Linked DNA regions of Mus musculus: regions 1, 2 and 4 are each linked to region 3. A link is a contact called in public HiChIP or PLAC-seq, Micro-C and promoter capture Hi-C data. All regions are on one chromosome and are shown on one strand. The core of a region is the stretch at or near the end of the contact, and the rest is flanking DNA. Distances in the headings are between cores, read along the strand shown.

Evidence for each region. Hi-C and Micro-C count contacts between places; a contact is called where the count stands out from the background. HiChIP or PLAC-seq counts read pairs in DNA pulled down with a chosen protein or histone mark. Capture Hi-C pulls out chosen DNA fragments and counts their contacts.
Region 1: a contact with region 3 is called in a Micro-C map of embryonic stem cells, with 4 times the contacts expected there. The contact joins the promoter of Prpf40b here to the promoter of Nckap5l in region 3. A contact is called at or near these places in 2 of 39 promoter capture datasets (liver and macrophages), 8 of 484 Hi-C or Micro-C datasets (bone marrow-derived dendritic cells, bone marrow-derived macrophages, embryonic stem cells and 2 more), 3 of 115 datasets of contacts at active chromatin or transcription factors (the 230-238 cell line, large pre-B cells and stem cell-derived neural progenitor cells) and 4 of 9 other capture datasets (adipose tissue, liver, macrophages and 1 more).
Region 2: a contact with region 3 is called in a promoter capture Hi-C map of liver. The contact joins the promoter of Smarcd1 here to the promoter of Nckap5l in region 3. A contact is called at or near these places in 2 of 39 promoter capture datasets (3T3-L1-derived adipocytes and frontonasal cranial neural crest), 2 of 484 Hi-C or Micro-C datasets (both in embryonic stem cells), 7 of 115 datasets of contacts at active chromatin or transcription factors (embryonic stem cells, forebrain, neural tube and 2 more) and 3 of 9 other capture datasets (adipose tissue, liver and pancreatic islet).
Region 4: an H3K4me3 HiChIP or PLAC-seq map of forebrain shows a contact between it and region 3, with 2.9 times the contacts expected there. The contact joins the promoter of Asic1 here to the promoter of Nckap5l in region 3. A contact is called at or near these places in 8 of 39 promoter capture datasets (3T3-L1-derived adipocytes, the SN4741 cell line, frontonasal cranial neural crest and 4 more), 7 of 115 datasets of contacts at active chromatin or transcription factors (embryonic stem cells, forebrain, microglia and 2 more) and 1 of 9 other capture datasets (pancreatic islet).

What each region holds. Positions count from the first base shown.
Region 1 is chr15:99,293,749-99,296,712 of GRCm38.p6, reverse strand. Prpf40b (pre-mRNA processing factor 40B) reads right to left here and starts at 1,475. Exons shown (of 26, transcript NM_001370635.1): 1 at 1,285-1,475. It also overlaps a transcript of Fam186b not described here.
Region 2 is chr15:99,700,905-99,703,685 of GRCm38.p6, reverse strand. It overlaps Smarcd1 (SWI/SNF related, matrix associated, actin dependent regulator of chromatin, subfamily d, member 1), which reads right to left and starts at 1,399. Exons shown (of 13, transcript NM_031842.2): 1 at 1,188-1,399; 2 at 393-580; 3 at 53-95. The coding sequence starts at 1,364. It overlaps Asic1 (acid-sensing (proton-gated) ion channel 1), which reads right to left. Exons shown (of 12, transcript NM_009597.2): 12 at 2,556-2,781. It overlaps Gm34939 (predicted gene, 34939), which reads left to right. Exons shown (of 3, transcript NR_168656.1): 1 at 1-60; 2 at 184-444; 3 at 896-2,279.
Region 3 is chr15:99,456,255-99,459,274 of GRCm38.p6, reverse strand. Nckap5l (NCK-associated protein 5-like) reads left to right here and starts at 1,527. Exons shown (of 13, transcript NM_001001884.1): 1 at 1,527-1,643.
Region 4 is chr15:99,669,058-99,671,859 of GRCm38.p6, reverse strand. It overlaps Asic1 (acid-sensing (proton-gated) ion channel 1), which reads right to left and starts at 1,483. Exons shown (of 12, transcript NM_009597.2): 1 at 966-1,483; 2 at 1-76. The coding sequence starts at 60. It overlaps Gm34880 (a long non-coding RNA gene), which reads left to right and starts at 2,004. Exons shown (of 4, transcript XR_875662.3): 1 at 2,004-2,452.

The DNA of each region.
Region 1 (2,964 bases), core at 226-2,725, 160 kb after region 3:
ACATTTCTTAGCCTCATTTTTTTTAATCCCAATCCTGAGATTCTGAGACAACCAGGTGATCCTAGGTAGGCCTGGACTGACTTATTCACCAAAGGAACTGTAAGAAAATGAAGGCTAAGAGGCATATTTCTCAAAGAGAGGCAGCCATCATCAAAAAGAAACGGGGTTGGCAGAGTAGTTCAGCACTACAGTTCTTGCCGGCATTAACAAGGCCCTAGGTTCAATGCAGAGCGCTGCAAAGAACAGCTGAGCTCTAGCACCCTGTTGTCTCCACTGACCTGCAGAGCCCAAATAGGTCCAGCCCCTCCCCCACCTACTTCCTAGCCTCTACTCTGGTGTGTAAGCCCTAGCATTTCTTCTGCTCCCCACAAAGAGCCTAGAGATCTTTCTAGAATACAACATTTTGCTTCTGATCCTCCATCACCTCTTCACTCTCCCGAAGAAACAGAATGTTGTTACTTCTGGTTCTCATCGTTTTTGAACTTCCAGGGTTCAACTTCCTCTATTTATAGAGTTCTCCCATTTCTCCAACGGGATTCCCAAGGCCCAGGCCTGCCAGGACCCAGCCTTGCAAGCTTTAAATCTCTTATCCGTAAATCCCGAGAAATTTTCCCCAGTCAAGCTGAAGGTCTCCACTCCAACATCCTCCTGCTTGACGCATCCTAGAACCCCTTCGCCTGAATTCCCTCCTCAAATCCCGCCCCCTTCTGCAACGGATGGAGAGTCCGTTTATCATACTGCCCATTTTCCTTTTTAAAAGTCAATGGGAAATTCAAGGCCCAGAGAAAGGTAGTGACTTGCCCAAGGTCACACAGAGTTACCACAGTCTGTCTGAAGGCAGAGCCAGGGTTGGGACCCAGGGGCCTCTGCTCCTCCGTTTCTTGGACTACTCCGGTTCTGAGGTGGAAACCAGGAGCATCTCTTTCCTCAGAAGTCCCTCCTAACCTCGGGAGACAGGTTTTGAGAACGGATGGGTAAGGAAGGGTGTCCCCTAAGGTCCAAAGGGGCACCTGGGGCTTCCAAAAGGCACAAGCCTGGGTCTGGGGGAGGGGCACGGGCCACGCCAAATAGCCTAGGATTGGCAACTGGTTTCCATCGCCTGCCCTCCCTTCGCCCCCGACCTTTCTCCACAGACCCACCGTTCACTTCATCCCTTCCTCCTCCTCACACAGCGCCTAGGCTCTCCGTCCCCTCAGCCCCCGGTCGCACCCGCCCCCCCGCCCCCCGCCATGCACCATAATGGCCTCCCCGCCCCTTCTACCCTCACTCCCCGCCCCCACCTACCTACAGGGCTTCTTTTCCTCACCCCTCGGTCCCCTCGCCCTCCCTCAGGGTCCCGGGTGCCCCGGCGGCCCTCCCGCCTCCCCGGCTCGAGCCCGGGCCGCAGGGGGCGCTGTGAGACAGCCCCGGGCCTCTCCACCCCCGCGCGGGGACGTTACCATGCCAGAGCCTCAGAGCAGCTGGGCCGGCTCGGCCCACTCGCCAGTAAAAACAGCTCTGATTGGCCGGGCTTCGGCCGGGAGGGCGGGGCCAGTGGGGGGGTCGCACCCCTTCGTGGCCGGGGCTCCGGTTGCTCTCGCCGAGGAGCGGAGCCCCCAACCGGCCCGGTGTGCCCGGCCCGGCTCCGCCCCCGGCCCGGAGCGCCAGGCCCCGCCCCCACGTGCGCAGAATCCTGGGACCGCCCCCTGGGGCGGGGCGCGCCTGGGCCCACCCCCGGGGGCGGAGCGCGCCTGGGCGGGCCTGGGACTGACCGCGCGCTGGCTGCGCAGGGCGGCGTGGCTCTCCCGGCTCACAGCCCCCTTCTTGCCCGCGACTCCGCGGCCACCACCCAGACCGGACCGAGCCATTAATTTCTCCCGCGCAGAGGGCACTACAGCGGTTCACAGAGCGGCTCTTTTCCCTGCGTATTTTCTTTAGTTTTAATTTTTTGTTGTTGTTGGTTTTTTTCGAGACATGGTTTCTCTGTGTAGCCCTGGCTGTCCTGGAACTCACCAGGCTGGCCTCGAACTCAGAAATCCGCCTGCCTCTGCCTCCCGAGTGCTGGGATTAAAGGCGTGCGCTACCACGCCCGGCTTTAGTTTTAATTTCTTAATTCAAGAACTATTAATTAAACTCCTGTGCCAGCAGCCGTATGTGTCGGGCAAAGCCGACAAATCCCCTAAATGAGTGCGTACGTGCCTCTCGCTTAGCGCTGGGTTACTTTCAGAATCTGCCTCTGTAACATCTACAGTGAGAGATAAACGTTCAGTTATGTAGATAAGGGAACTCGAAGCTACTTAATGGGCATGCATGCTCAAGTTCTTGGGCTAGTACAGCTGGCCCTGGTTGGAGGCATTGCACCTCTTTACCCCTCCAAAGCCGGGGTAAAGACCAAGACGTTGCCTGTTTCCTTCTGTAGGTTTCTGAACCTGACTCAGGAAAACACCTCTTTATGTCTATAGACAATTTGGCTTTATCAATAGTTGTATTAAAAGTTCTTATATTCATTCTTCAAGCCAGCACTGAGTTGTAGAGGCAGACAGATCCCTGGGGCTCAGCGGCTAGCCGAACTAGCCTACATTGTGTTTTCTGACTAGTGAGAGACCTGATCTTTAAAATGATGTCCCAGGACGTCATGAAAAGCCGGACATGAGGGGAAGAAACCCTTTCCCCTGAGATCTAATTTGTCTTTCTTGAAGTGATCTCAAATAACAAATCCATGATGCACTTTAAATCTAATGTATGTCAGGTGGTAGTGGGTGTACCCCTTTAATCGAGCATTTGGAAAGCAGAAGCAGGCAAATCTCTGAGTTCGAGGCCAACTTGGTCTATACAGCAAGTTCGAGGACAGCCAGGAATACACAGGGAAATGTGTAGCCCAAAGAAGCCCTGTATCAAAACAAAACAAAACAAAACAAAACAACAAAAACAAAATAAAACCAAAACCGAGCTTAAAAAAAAATCTAAAGTCTCTTCTTTCCCTTA
Region 2 (2,781 bases), core at 150-2,649, 240 kb before region 3:
TCTATTCTCAAAGCCACTACCCCTTCAAGGAGACCTCTGCAGCTGCACTCACCCTTTGAGGTAGGATTTTGTCAGCCATCTTCTTTTTCTTTGCACTGTTCAGAATAAATACTGTGATCAGGTTGGGATAGGAACTAGTCAGAACGTGAGCAGTGTTGTGAGCACCTTTGTTTATGGTTACAGCCAAGGCCTACGAAATGACTCTCCATTTAAAGACGCTACCTCTCCCATGACCACCAAAACTCCACTGCATCATGAGGCCCTGTTAGTCCCTGCAGCACCGTTTGGTGCCACAGCGCTGACTTCCTGGTTCTGCATGCCCACCACCAGCATCCTCACAGGCCTCCTCTCCCCCATACCCTTCTTTCCTTCACCCCCAGGGGTCATCTTACTTGTGATTTCGATTTTGGACCGCCTGCTGCTGGACCTGCTGGATCTGTTGAGGTGCAGGTCTCTTGCGGGACTGGTCCATCCCTGACTGGGCCAGACCAGGTCGGACTGAAGGGTTCCCCCCATAGCCAGGAGGTCCCATGGAAGGTCCCTGAGGTGTCATTCGGCTACCTGGCAGCATACCTGGTCTCTACAGAAGGGAGAGGACCCAGAAATGTCATACTTTTCCTTGCTAGCCCCACCAAGAAAGGAAAAATGGTGGCAGCCTGGATTTCAGGAGTGGGTTAGGGCTGGGGGTGGGGTGGGGGGACAACAAGACAGTCCTTTGCTTCTTTGAAATACAGTCACTGGACCTTCAGTGATTTCATTGCATATAGTCTAAAAACTAGATTATACTCAATTTTTCTGGTCTATGCTGGATCTGACTCACCAGACATGTCTAGTCAGCCCTACATTTCTTTTTTTACTAGCTACTGTCTCCTCTAAAGCTGACCTCCATTTGCAGCTATAACAGCCTGGGTATTCCTGGGGACACGGGGGCTGCCCACTCCCCTCTGCATTCCATGACCATCCCAGGGCCCACTTCGCCCACCCTGGTTCCACACTCACTCCTCACATGGAAACAATGCCGCCAGGAGCAGGTAAGGATGCTAACCTCCTCCCCCCCCACACACCTCCACTCCCGGCCCGAGCCCCTCCCCAGGGAGTCCCTCCCACTTCTCCCTCACCCCTGTCAGTCCTCCGCCCTCGCTCGGCCCCGCCCCCGGCCCGCGCGCCCCTCCTCCTGTCCCACTCACCGGATAGGCCGCCCCGGGCATCGGAGAGCGGTACAGCCCTTGACCCGGCGCCGGGCCCATTCGCACGGGAGGCCCGGGAGTTCCGCCCGGGCCCAGAGCAGCCGCCACGCCCGCTCCTCCTGAGGCTCCCGCGCCGCCGCTCGGAGCCACAGACTGGAAACCCGCCCGGGCCGCCATCTTCCCGGAGCCGCCGCTGCAGCTGCACAAAGAACCGGAACCGGAACTCCCCCCGCCCCCCGCGCGCCCCCCGAGCGCCTGGGCTGTTTGTGGGCCCGGCCCGCCGGCGGGCACAGGCGGCTCGGAGCAGCGAGACTACGGGCTAGAGGGGGCGACTAGCGGGAAAGGCGTGCTGACCACTCCCTCCCGCCTTCACGGGCCAGGAGGGAGCACCATAGAGAAGCGGTGTGCGGATAAAGAGGTGCCGGGAGCGAGCGCCTCCACGCGGTTGGAGGACGGTAAAAAGCCTTGCAGAGAGCCCAGCCCATCCGGCTGGCGGCTGGAGTGATGCTTCACCTTGGCCCAGTGCATTTACCTCTCCAAAGCATTCTGGTTGCCTTGCTTTTCGTTCTCCTACTGCTCAGACTCCGGGTACTAAAGAGGAAAACGTGCTGTTTGTTCGTTCGGGAAAAGTAGAACTCGAAGGAGATCAATGTCGTGGCAAAGACAAATCAGCAAGAGAAAACCCATGCCGGGCCGTGGTGGCGCACGCCTTTAATCCCAGCACTTGGGAGGCAGAGGCAGGCGGATTTCTGAGTTCGAGGCCAGCCTGGTCTACAGAGTGAGTTCCAGGACAGCCAGGGATACACAGAGAAGGCTCGGGACCCTTCACCTCAGACGTTTAACTTAAGATTTTGATGCGTTTTTTCCCGTGACTTTTCTCCAAAGAGTCCTGGATATTTGTTGCCATAGATAACTGCTGGTCCCCTGCCCAGTGATCAGACGAATCCTGAGCCTGTCTTTTCCCAGCAGGATCAGTGTTTACCTGATCAAGTATGTAGGGTCTGGTGTAGCCCAATCTAGCGTTAAACTCACTGTGTAATGGAAGATAGCTGCTCCATCTCCTACCTGCTGGAATTACAGGTATAACCACCACACCGGGCTACCACTCAAATTCCCTTACTCTAGTTGTGTGGCTCTCAAGGCAAGCTCCATTCTAAAGGTAACACCCACAGTTTGCAACTAAAAACAGCACTGGGCAGGATAATGGCAGCTCAGGCTTTTAATCCCAGCATTTTGGGAGGCAGGAGGATCTCTGTGAGAGTTCGAGGCCAGCCTGGACTACAGAGCCGTTCCAGGACAGCCAGGGCTACACAGAGAAACCCTGTCTCAAAACAAACCAAACAACAAACAGAAAACCAACACTGAAGAGATGGTTGAAACCCAGTTTATTAGACCAGAGGCATGCGTCACCCAGAGCCCCTCCTGCTGCCCCCCCAGCCAGTGTACATTTCTCAGCTTTGCCCTGTTTCTTTCTGGGGAGTTCTGATCTCTAAACAACTCTTGAGAACCAAGAGGTCTCAAAGATGCCAAAGCCTTGCTCTCTGGCTCCAGGCCAACGTACACAGGTGATCTGCCCATAAGTCCTGTTTTGGGA
Region 3 (3,020 bases), core at 278-2,777:
AGAGCGTTGGAAGTCTGCCTGAATTGCACAGCGAGACCGGAGGTGGTGGTGGTGGTGGTGGTTGTTGTTGTTGTTGTTGTTGTTGTTGTTGTTGTTGTTGTTCTTCTTCTTCTTCTTCTTCTTCTGTTGTTGTTGTTTAATCCAAAATGACTCCCTTATATAAATGCTCATTCTGTTTTCCAGATAAAACCTCTTGCATTGCCCCCCCCCCCCTACAAAAGAGGATTTGCTTGCTATCCCACTCTGGTAATTAGCTTCTTGCCAATCACTTGTCTTTATTCCTGCCTGGGTCCTACTCAAGTTCTCCATCTTTAGACTCCCACTCTAAAATGCCTTCTTCAGAGAGGACCCCTTAAATGCATCCCAGCCAACCTGACCACCCTACATTCTTGTAGGGCACCCGTTCTTTTACTGGACTAATTTTGCTTTAAGTCTCATTTGTACACCTAAGAGAGAAGCAATATTAATAAAATATACAAAGTGTCCAAAGATACCTCTGAATTCCCCTGTGTGCGCATCCAGGCCAGTTAATACAGTGCATATAGCTGAGGATTATAAGGTATCCACCGAAGGGCAAGGAAGTGTTTAAGGACCAAAATGGAGACAGAAGCTATAGGATCATGACAAGTTCAAGGTCAGCCAGGCCTATATCATGAGTTCCTGGCTAGCCAGAGTTAGAGATCCTGTCTCAACCAATCAGTAACAACAAACAGACCAAGGACAACCGTACTGAGCTCTTAAGTTGCAAAGGCCTGCAAGAGTTAGCTTGTTTCCTCCCGGTTAGTGAAGTGACTGGACTGTACTTTCTTCTTCCCTGACAGAAAGTAGCTAAAAACCAACCACAGTCTCTTTTTTCTGCACTACAGATCTACCTGCCTCTGCCTCACAAGTGCGAGGATTTCTCATGAGCAACCACGCCTGGGTCTGCCTTGCTTCTTAAACCAGCACTGCTTTCTACACATGTGCCTGTTCCTCGCTTCCAGTTTCCAGATTTCTGGGAGGTCCCCGACCTAGAGATGGAAAAGAGAGGCGGGTGCATTTCAGGCCAAGGAGACACTCAAGCCTCTTCCTGTAGATTTGCACCTAACACGTATGCAGCAAATTACAAACACGCTCTCAACCACATACACGTGCACGCCCAGACCCACGGAAGCAGACGCGCATGCCCGTGGGCCCGCGCAAACCTACTTAGTTTTCTCTGTTCTAAATGCCCCGGCTCCAGTCCCACTCGGCCGGGCCTGGCATCCCGATCCCCAGCACCAGGAGCACCGGGAGCACCGCGAAGGCTTTGCAGGTCAGCTCCGGCCTGAGGAAGAGTGTTTCTCCGCAGGGGGGAGGGGAGGGGAGGCCCTGCCCACTCGGGCGGAAGCGGCGCGCGCCGGCCGGGCAGACTTAGCTCTCGTCCTGGGAACATCTGGATAGAGCTGGGAGGGGCAGGCACCCAGGCTGAGCGTGGATTGGCTGAGCGGGAGGAGGGAGGCGGGGTCTGGGCGAGGGGCGGGGCTCATTGGCCCCTTTAAAGCCTTGACATCAAGAGGTGGCTCCGGTACCCCCCTTTTCCTGCACCCCCCTCGCCCTCCCGCCCCCGAGATGCGGCCATGGACCCTGTGGACCAAGCCAGTCGAGCTCAGCACCTGATTTCGGTAAGTTCAGGCCTGTTTGGCATTTAACGGGCTGAGAGGTGGGGGGCCGCACGCCCCGGGTGGGGGCCGCGGAGTGTGGAGTGAAAGGCTCTCGTGGCAGCTTTGGCTGGAAGGGGCAGCGAGCGAGGCTTCCGGCCCACACCTCGACGCCTGCCGGTCCCTCGCGCTGCACTCTCCCAGGAGGGGTCCTGTTGTGACTTTGTCCACCCCCCCACCCCACCCCCTCCCGCCCCCTGCGCCATCCTCGCGCACACTCGGTGGCCCCGGAAGGGAAACTTTCGGGAGTGGGGGGATGTTCCGGTGGCGGGTGTCCCTCCCTCTTTGAAAGCACTGACCTTGCCCCCACTGCGCATCCCACCCTCCCCGTATCCCACGGTCCCGGTAGCGTTTAGCGGTGCTGGGTTGCGGAGGGAGGGGGCTCTCCCCAAAGCGCAGGCGCAGACTGCAGCCCGGGGCACCCCTTCGCACTCCTTCCAGTCCCTGTGGCCCGGGGCTGTAGGGCGTGGGGGAGGCGGGGAAAGGCGGAGTGACCGGGTCTTGGGAACCACCCTGCTGAGGCTCTGAGGGGCTGTGGGAAGAAGGGAACCCGACAACCTGCATGCTGAATAGAGGCTGAGCGAAGGAGATGGGTTGGGCTGGAGTAAGGGACAGGGCAGCCCCGACTGAAAAGGTTTCTGGGTTTGGGCTGGGGTGCTGAAAAGAATGCAGAGAATTTATTTGTGCCTGACATTCCCTTGGTTTAGCAGGCCCAGGAGAGCGGCAGTTGGGACCCCAACTCCCTCTTTTTATATCCTGGGCGGAAGGCCCCTCTTGTCTCTCTAGCCTTGGCGCTGTCCCAAGGGCACAGAAGGCCTTCATCTCCTAAGCCTGGTTTTCCAGAGGGCTCACATGAACCCACCCAGCCTGCCCAACAGCTGCTTTTTAAAGACCGCCTTCCTCAGGAGCTGGAGGTTTTAGGCTTGAAGGCTTCCTTAGGTTTGGAGGCAATCTTTGATTTCCCTCTCCGCCAACTCTCCCGTTCTCCAGTGGGCCCTCCTGCTTAAACACAATTGTCAGCCAGAGGAAGTGGTTGGAGACAGAGGCCGGCAATCAGGACTGGTTTGAGGAACCATGGGGAAGGAGTCTCTCACTATTGTGTGCTCAGGCCTCTGAGGGGAAGTGAGCATTGTACAATTGCTTTGTTGTAGACCCTCTTCAATCTTACAGGACCCCCCCCCCTCCCAATCTGGCCTGAAAACCTGGCTCTCAGATTTTTAAAACCCATCCCTAGTGTGTGAGCAGAGTTCCTTGTATTCCCACATAGATTGTTTGGTTTTGTTTCCAGCACCTGTGGTCTACCTAAGGTGTCTTTGGCTGTACAGTATTCTCCAGCTCTAG
Region 4 (2,802 bases), core at 234-2,733, 210 kb before region 3:
AGCCTGGATGCTCACCGGCTGGACACCACCCACCTCCTCCTCCTCGGTCTTCAGTTCCATGCTTGCCAAGGGGATCCTAGAGGGAGGAAAGAGGAGACAAGACTCTGTCATTGTCCTGAGATGAAGGCGCATATAGGGCCCCTCCAATTATGTCCATTCAAAATCCTTAACCGGAGGTCACTGCTTGTCCAAGGGAAGACTTCCCTGACATGCAGGCTCCAAAGGTGGCTTGAACGAGGGACCATCCAAGATGACAGTCATTAAAACATAGAGGCTTGGAGGGGGGGGTCAGCTCGGGTCGAGAGAATGGTCTGCAAGCTTCCCAGACTATGGGGGACCCCAGATACAGCCACTAGAGTGAAGGAGGGAAGTCCCTGATGCACCCACAGGCAGGCATGGGAGTTCCCTCCAGATGTGAGGTCACTCTGGGACAGGAATATCTACCCCAGCCAAGATCAAACTCCCCATAATGGGCTGAACCAGGGGTCAGGGGCTCTTCTCTTGATCAAGGGTATCCCCAGGAACAGGCTGTCACCTCAGGAGCTAAACCAGGGCCACCTCTCCGGAGGTGGGCACATCTGGGGAGGGGCCCTGCCTGTATCCTCACCTTCTGTGTCTCCAGTTCTCAAACAAGCACAGGCATAGGCGCAGGCTGTGTGTGTATGTGTGTGTGTGTGTGTGTGTGTGTGTGTGTGTGTGTGTTTGGGAGAGGATGGTAGGCTGCCTGAGGTGGATGTAGGAATGGGGGGGGGGGGCGCGGTTCCCTATGACAGCCAGTTATCCCCGCCCCGAACGCACCCCCTCCAGTCCAGCTTCTCGTCGCAGTCATATTCCCGGCTCGGCCCCCCGCCCCCTCCCCATCCGCCGAGCCTCCCCAGAAGCTGGAGAAAGCTACAGTGGAGGAGAGTCTCGGCTTTGGGGCACCAGGAAGCCCGGGGCCCAAGGCAGCGGGGTCGGAAACCCACCTGAGGGGGCTGGGGAAAGCCGGCCGCCGCTGCAGGTCCTGGGGCGCGAGGCGGTCCGTGGGCTCAGCGCCGCGCGGCGGAGGGGCTCATGGCCCGGAGCCCGAGCCGCCGGCTGCCGCGGCACCCGCGTAGAGCCCTGCAGGGAGCGGCCCGCTCGGCCAGCTCGGCTCAGCTCGGTCCGCCGCCCGCGCGCGCTTGCTCGCTCGGCTTGGTCCGCCCGGGGCTCGGCGCGCTGGCGCTGCGCGGTGCTCTCAGCCCCGGGATCTGCAGGGATCCATCGTCCGGCCGGGAGGCGGCGGGAGGGGAGGAGGAGGGGAAAGGGTGCGCGTGCGCGCCTACGAGTGTCTGCGAGGGTGTCTCTGGGCCGGTGTGCGCGGGGGGCCCCCGGCCCGGGAGCGGAACCGAGGGCTCCCCCCGCTGGCTCGCCTCCTCCCGCCGCTCTCAGCAGAGCTGCCTCGTTCGGATCCCGGAGCCGGCTCCGCTCTCTGCTTGCGAGGCCCTGTGGCTTGTGTGTGTGTGCGCGTGTGTGTGCGTGTGTGACTATGGGGTGTGTGTGTGTGCACGCGCACGTGTGCGCGCAGGAAGGAGGGTGTCTGCCCCCAGCGTCCCCCTCCCCACGTTGTCTCCTTCGGATCGAAGCTCCTGCTTCTTGCTGCTGCTGCTTCCTCTGATGGCACATGCACACGTGTACACACACACACACACACACACACACACACTCCGAGTCACAGTCACACTTGACTGATTCAAGCATTTGCCTGTGTGGAGATACAGGCACATTCAGACCGGAGTCTTACCTTGCCACTCAGCCATCCACACATCACATACACCTACACATCCCTGAAGCCTGACCCTCACACGAGCACTTACCTGTTTGTACACATTCACTCACCTGCTCTTATTCCTGCTTCCCACCTTCATGTGACCCACACACATGCACATATATAAATACCCTTGGCCACCCAGACCCCATTTGTATATCAGTGGATTTCTTAAGCAGCCCGTGTGCAAGTGCCTCATTGGCAGATCTATAAAGCAGAGAGGAACAGAGAGAAGAAAAGAGACATGGCCAGAAGTGAGGGCAGATGGGGCAGAAGTAGGGAAAAAGAAAAAGATACAAAATGAAGGCTGCAAGGAGGAGTGTGTTCTGGGATGGACCAGAAATCTGAGTCCTGAAACCTGGAGGCTGCTCCTGTAGCTGTCACCTCTCTCCTTCCCTCCCTCTTTCTTTCTCCGAGGCCTTGGGGGGGGGGCCCTCCCTATCCAATTAGCAGAGAAGGAGCAATCAAGGGGAAGTTGTTAATTTGCTGATGCTCATTAGGAGCTCTTAACACAGAGGCTGTTGAGGTCTGATGGTGTCAGATGATGGTGTGGTGTGTGTGTGTGTGTGTGTGTGTGTGTGTGTGTGTGTGATGCAAGATCAGAATTATATCCATTGCAGCTCCTTTGCTCCACTTACAGGCTGGTGAAGCTCTGAGAGAAGGAAGGTGAGAAGCAGGTCTCAGGGACATGGTTCTGGGTTTGAGTTTGAGGAATGAACCTGACATAGAGGGAAGAAGCTGATGAGAATTTGTGAGGGGTTGGGAGTAAGAGGTACCCTAGAAACCAGTGAAGATGTCTCTCCAGGGATAGGGGTTTAGGTCTGGTGAGAGATTGAGGTCCATTCAGCAGGACCCAGAGCGCCAAGCTGCCAAAATAAAGATAGTATCTCGCCTTCCGGCTGGGGAGCTGTCCAACGGCACAAGCGCTGCTGGTGGGCTGCCATGCCCCTGGGCAGCCACCAGGTGACAGCACTCTCTCGGATACTTAAACTCCACTTAAAGGGCAATGGGGGAGG